2 separate regions of the Mus musculus genome follow, and region 1 is linked to region 2. Evidence: chromatin contacts called from public Hi-C data. All regions are on one chromosome and are shown on one strand. The core of a region is the stretch at or near the end of the contact, and the rest is flanking DNA. Distances in the headings are between cores, read along the strand shown.

What was found. Hi-C and Micro-C count contacts between places; a contact is called where the count stands out from the background.
Region 1: a contact with region 2 is called in a Hi-C map of muscle stem cells, with 2.1 times the contacts expected there. The contact joins two enhancer-like sites. A contact is called at or near these places in 2 of 484 Hi-C or Micro-C datasets (embryonic stem cells and muscle stem cells).

What each region holds. Positions count from the first base shown.
Region 1 is chr2:113,232,256-113,235,369 of GRCm38.p6, forward strand. No RefSeq gene overlaps it. Among named protein-coding and RNA genes, the nearest start is that of Ryr3, 17 kb to the left of the region's middle. Within about 2 kb of position 1,321, at least 16 of the 459 cell types and tissues checked have an H3K27ac peak or open chromatin away from gene starts, as enhancers often do. A contact at or near this core is called in muscle stem cells, where this site is marked.
Region 2 is chr2:113,016,617-113,019,658 of GRCm38.p6, forward strand. All of the region lies in intron 2 of Ryr3 (ryanodine receptor 3), which reads right to left. Among named protein-coding and RNA genes, the nearest start is that of Ryr3, 200 kb to the right of the region's middle. Within about 2 kb of position 1,490, at least 6 of the 459 cell types and tissues checked have an H3K27ac peak or open chromatin away from gene starts, as enhancers often do. A contact at or near this core is called in muscle stem cells, where this site is marked.

The sequences.
Region 1 (3,114 bases), core at 71-2,570, 220 kb after region 2:
TTCTTTTTAACTTCTAATATCATAAATATTATCAAGTACAGTTTTCACAAAAAAAACATGTTTTAAGATCTAATGGACCCCAGCATCAGAACTGGTGACAAACCAATTCCAGATACCACGCTCTCTTTTTAACTGCTGCAGGAAGCAAGTGGGGTGAGTAGCAGGACTTAGAAATGACCAGCTGGCCTCAGGGACTGGTCATAAACCCTGGAGTCTGATTGCAAATCAAAAGTCATCTTTCCTATTCCTTCTGTGTCATTGACAGAGTCCACGAGGGCCTTGAGCCTATACACACTGTAGAAGTGTGTGTGTGTGTGGATACGGCTTCACTCACCTTCAGTTTCCAAAGTGTATTCACCCAGAGCCTGACAGACAGCTGGAGCCATTCACAAGGACACTACAGCTTCTGGGAAGGTCTAGAAAGTGGGACAGTGAGCCAAACGTAGTCTGTGGAGCCTGGGGCGTTCCAGGGGCTGTAAAGTTGCTAAGTTCATAGATGCTGCAGTGTCCGGTTAGCACACCTGTTTGTACAGCATAGATGCTTCAACCAAGTGTACATTTGTAGTTGGTGACATTGAGCTAATCCTGAACAAAGGCTCACGTGTCTTAGTTCAGTGTCCTGTGCAAGCCTAGTTTAGAATATCATTTCCATCTCCATTGAACTAGTCTCATGGCTTTGCCAGGTGTGAGATGTCGAGTAAACTTCTTATCTTCTCATAACCTCAGTTTCTCCATCTGTAAAATGGAAATAATGATGATGATAATGATGCTGATTCCTGCAAATGCTGTGGTGAAAGTTAAGCAATGACAAAACCCTTAAACAGGATTAACACATTCACATGGCTCAGTAAAAGGCCTGAAAACATGTTCATTACAGCTGCTAGTGAATGCCTAGCTAGCACTTACCCATATCAGAAAAATAGATGAGCCAGAAAATGGGCTTTCTGCTCTTATTTCATAGTTAATATTTAATATGCTAAGCACTAGAGAGACCAATTATTGGTCACAGTCCCTGCTGTGAATGAGAGCAGATAAAACATGAAGCATTTTTCTTGCTTCTGTTTCATTCTTTTCCAACTGTTGAGGAAAGAGAAAGAATGGAGGGGGGAGGAGTCGACCTTCATTGACTAAAGAAAACTCACTTCCATAGTGACCTGCTGTGTGCATGAGCAGCTATGCCCATCCGCCCAAGAATGTCCTGTCATTGGATAAGAGTTTTTTCCTTTAGCTCAGAAAGGACACAAGCATCGACTAGCAGCTTGTTTGCTTGTGGTTGTTGGAAAAGCCTTGGGGCAGAGCTGGCTCACATCTGCATCTAAGAGAACCCAGGTCCTAATGCCCACATGTTTGCAATGTGACACATACATAGCTTAGAAGTTTGTCACACATACTGAAGAAGCCACATGATTTGTGTCCCAGGAAAGATTGTATTCATGTGATATTATTAGAGATGAACTCCAAGTGATGTGTCCATCACTGTAACCAACTACACAGAGTCCTCCACTCAGGAGTCCCTGAAGGCTGTGTTGTCAGAGATGTTTGCCCCATGCCCCTGGAAATTGCCTTCAGTACCAGGGTACCTGTGGCTTGGGTAGTAGCTAGACTTGAGACTGAAAGGGCGATTTAAGGAACCACTATCCTGTTTGGCAGAGAGTTGGGGATTGCTTTCATGTTTTCCTGCTGAAGGAATTAGAAGCTGCACACAATTACGCTGACTGTGTGCTCTGGTATACATTTGAGTTAAAGTCAAAGTGAGCAAGAAAGGGCCATCTCACTAGAGACAAACCTGTGGATCCCAACTTGGTGCTGAAAAGGACAAGCTAATCCAAGGGTTTGGAACAAAATGTTATGAAGAATATGCCAACTAAAATGAATGATTTTTGCTATTCTTCTCGTTTATGAAGGACACAGCAGTGCCGGGGGGGGGGGGGGGGTCAGAAAGAAGTTAACAGAGAAGCACACAATGTCCCCAGAAAAGCAGAAGGCCAAAAGGATATCACAGAGCCCTCTGCGTGGGTAACAATCTGTTTCCATCAATACCCAAAAGAAAACAGGAGTGGGGTTCTGCGAAGAGTGAGGAATGTGGGTTAGATCATGAGAACTCTGTGGCTAAGGTAACAGCAAGGAAGGGCCCAGAATGTATGGGATAAATGGGAGGGTCCCTGAATGTTTGCAGTTGGTAGCAAATTGGAAATGTGGTGACTCACATTGTGTAACAGACTCTCAACCTGAATTCAAAGTTAACTTATGGCCTCAGATGGCAATAGGCAATGACTAGGATTAAACCAGAATTTAAAAATAACCAAGGCAGGCGGTATCAAGCAGGGAAGAGTAATTATGCACTCAATGGTCAAACCAGGACCAGAAGATTGTATGAGTTCTTTTTTTAACACCCTACATGGACTTTCTTGTCTGGGATATCTTTTTCTCCTGAAACAGTTGAAGCTTCTCAGGCGTCTGGACTCACACAGTCACAGTTACACTACTCTGCCCTCTAGTGGCCTAATGTGAATCCTAGTTCCCGATAAGACATTTGAATTTGTTTTGATCTATCAGTTTGTATTAAGATTTTCTGACAGTTTTTCTATGCAACAAATACAATTTCAGAACTTTCAGAACATAAACAAACAGCACAAAACTATAGTTCCTTTTCTATTCCTTATGAAGAGTTTAGAAACTAGGGTTCAGGAGAGTGTCTGTGATAATTCATTAGAGAGAGAGAGAGAGAGAGAGAGAGAGAGAGAAAGAGAGAGAGAGAGAGAGAGAGAGAGAGGAGAGAGAGAGAGAGAGAGAGAGAGAGAGAGAGAGAGAGGAAGGAGACACAGAGAGAGACATATTTCATTAATAGGTATTCTATGTCAGTGAGACAGACTGTGTATTTAATAGTGGGAGACAATGGGAAGAAATGACTCAATCAGGGCAATCTTTATAAACCCACTCCACATAAACTTGCACATTAAGAAGGTCAACAGCCACTGAAAATATCCAAGAAGCAGAAATAATCAAACACTTGACTTTGAAAGACTATCCTAGCAACAGTGATAGGATTCTAGATATGATTCTGTCACTATAGAATTCTATGTTTTGGGGTTTACTGAGTATCTCACCCTAAAG
Region 2 (3,042 bases), core at 240-2,739:
TTTGCTGTGCCATGCTTCCTCTTCTGGAGTCTCCTCAGGAGACTGGATTAGTGTTTTCATTCCTCAGTCTCATACCCAACCCACCGGGGCTCCCTCTTCTTCACTGCAGGTCAGCATGGTTCCTTATCATTTTGTTTGACAAGAAGCTGGCTGATCACATTTCAAGAAGCAGGAGAGAGAGGGAGAGAGAAAGGGAGAGAAGGGAAGGTGAAGGAGAGGGGAAGGGGAGGGGAAAGGGAGGGGAAAGGAAGAGGAGGAGAAGGGGAAGGGGGAAGGGGAGGGGAAAGGGAGGGAAAGGGGAGGGGAAGTGGGGGGAGGAGAGAGACCTTTAAAATCTGCCTCCAGTGACATACTTATTCCACAAGATTCCAGCCCCTAAAGTTTCCATAAAGTCCCTAAACAGCACCACTGACTGAGAATCAAATATTCAAATATAAGAGCCTATGAGGGAGAGTTCTCAGTCCAACCACCCACACCTGCCACAACTTTCTCTTGGTCTCCTACAGACCCCATGAGAGGTCCATCAACACTGCCTCACTTCTTTCTAATATTTCATACTTGGCATGCACAACACCTACAAGAAGCCGGACCCTATCAGTGTAGATTCATACTTGGTTTTATCCTCTTGATCCCTTCACAATCACTACCTGTCCCACGGGGAAACCTGAATCCTGCTTAGTGTCCTTCTGTTCAGCCCATTTCCACAAGTTTGCCTTCCACAGTAAGTCCTAACGCACAGTCACCTTACGTTCTTGCTCCTTCTTTGTCTGTGCCCGCCCCTCCTGTTTCCTCTTACATACTTTGAAGCTGTGCTCAATGTAATCCCGGGACTAATAGTGCCATCTACCAGCCCTCACTCTCTTGCTTGACACCTTGGTCCTCGTGGTAGAGTCTTTTATCTGGATGCCTAGAAGCGCTCTTGTGGAAATTCCTTCTTTACAACAGGATTTTTATATCTGACATCCCTGGGTCTTAGCTAATGGTGGAGGAATATGATGCCAGTAAGAGTAATATGCTCTGAATGAATATTCAAAATAAACTTTTCCGAGGCAGTGGGGGCAACACACAGCATTTTAAAGATGAAAAGGTGTGGATTGATGGCTATATGCAAGTGAGGGCAGGCACAAGATAAGGTGAGAGCCTGTGATTGGCCAGTGGAAAAGGTAGGCCGGTGGAGATTTTTGGAGACTGCAGGAGAGCATAGAAAGAGAGGGAAGAAAGGACGATTCCGATTCCATGTTGCTTTAAAGAGCCACAGGTATCTATGCATATCATATAAGGGATGGATAATTGCAGGACAATTTGTCTTATCTAGGCGGGCAACTTATACCAATATCAATTAGCTCTGAGTAAATTGTGTGGACGTTTTGTGGGGTGAGCATTTACTGATATAAATCTGACTTGTAATTCCAAGCCTCTAGAGTCTTGATTTTACCGGGTTACGGGGATTTGGAACTGCTGACCACAGGGGTTGGATGGCTGGGAATGTGAGCAGAGTCTGAGTCAGAGAACTGAGAGATGGGCGGTCTCTGCTTGGGGCTAGCCATGGAGGCAGTGGGGTCTCCGGTGCCCAAGAGTAGCCAGTGAGAGCAGGATGGTGCAATTTTTAAATATTTCCTGCAACAGAAAGGCAGCCAGGTACTATTCATATGGACTTATGCTTCCTCATAAAGGTACAGATCTGTTCACTGGCTGTTTGTATAAACAGTGCTATGTGGTCAAAGGCTTGAGTATGTTGTTATCAGAATATCTGAAAAGTGAATAGAGGAATTCCAGAAAAGAGAACCATCACAGGTTACTGTCAAGGGTTTGAATATTGGTTCAGGATATACTGTAAGGTATGCCAAGAAAAACAACTGTTGGAATGCCAACTATGAGCAAAGACTCAAGCATCTACTAAGCTCTAGGGTGGCGAAATTTGGTGTTGAAGAGGGGCTTAGAAAACAAAGACTTTTTATTGAAGCCCAGAAAAATTAAATTCCACACATAAGAAGTATACTCTAAAGTGTGTGTGTGTGGGGGGGGGGAAGGAAGCTAAAATACACCAGGGCAGTATAAGAACAAGTAGGAGACCCATCCATAATTTAACTACTTTCTAAAACAAGATACAATCTTCCAGGGGAAGATAAAAGGAAGCAGAATAATTACAAAAGTACAATGTCCAGAATACAGCTATGTTTCTTAAAAAGACACTAAAAGGAAAAAAAGCATCAGGAAGCCTGAGGCTGAAGTAGTAAAGCGTAAGGCTAGCCTATGCTACTCAGTGGATGGTGAGGCCAACCTCTGCTACACAATGGAACCCTGTTTTTGTTTGTTTGTTTGTCATTTCAAATGCTATCCCAAAAGCTCGCTATACCCTCCCTCCGCCCCGCTCCCCTACCCACCCACTCCCGCTTCTTGGCCCCGGCACCCTGGTTTTTAAAAAGAGAAACATGAGAGATAAGAACAATCAGGCAACCACCAGAAACAGTTATTAAAAACTAATACTTAAGGGCTTTAAATAATTATTATAAACATAAATTTGTAGGAAAAAATGGAATGGTCAGTGAATAGAAAATCTCAGGAGAACGTGCAGAGCTCTAACGTAACATTTAAAAACAAGGGATCAAGGGATCAGCAGTTAAGAGCATTGATATCTCTTCCAGATAGCATGGGGTTGATTCCCAGTGCCCATATAGTGACTCATAACCATCTGTAACTCCAGTTCCAGAGATCTGATGCCGCCTTCTGCCCTCCACCAGCATGTCACACATGTGAGACAGGAAAAACACCCACACACATCAAGAAAATCTCAAAAACTTCAATTTAAAGCTAAAATTATCTAAAATAAAAATTTCTTAAAGAGGTTTAATATTTATAATAATTAGACAATTGAGAAACATAAAACAAAACGTAAAATAAATCAATAGGAAGTAAACTAAAAGAGAAGTTAAATAAATAAATAGGAAATAAATCTAAAGGATAAGTTAAAATATGTCAAGAATGAACACGTAGGCAATAATTGTGGAGCAATCTAAAACAACCTATCTTGTAAGTCACTGG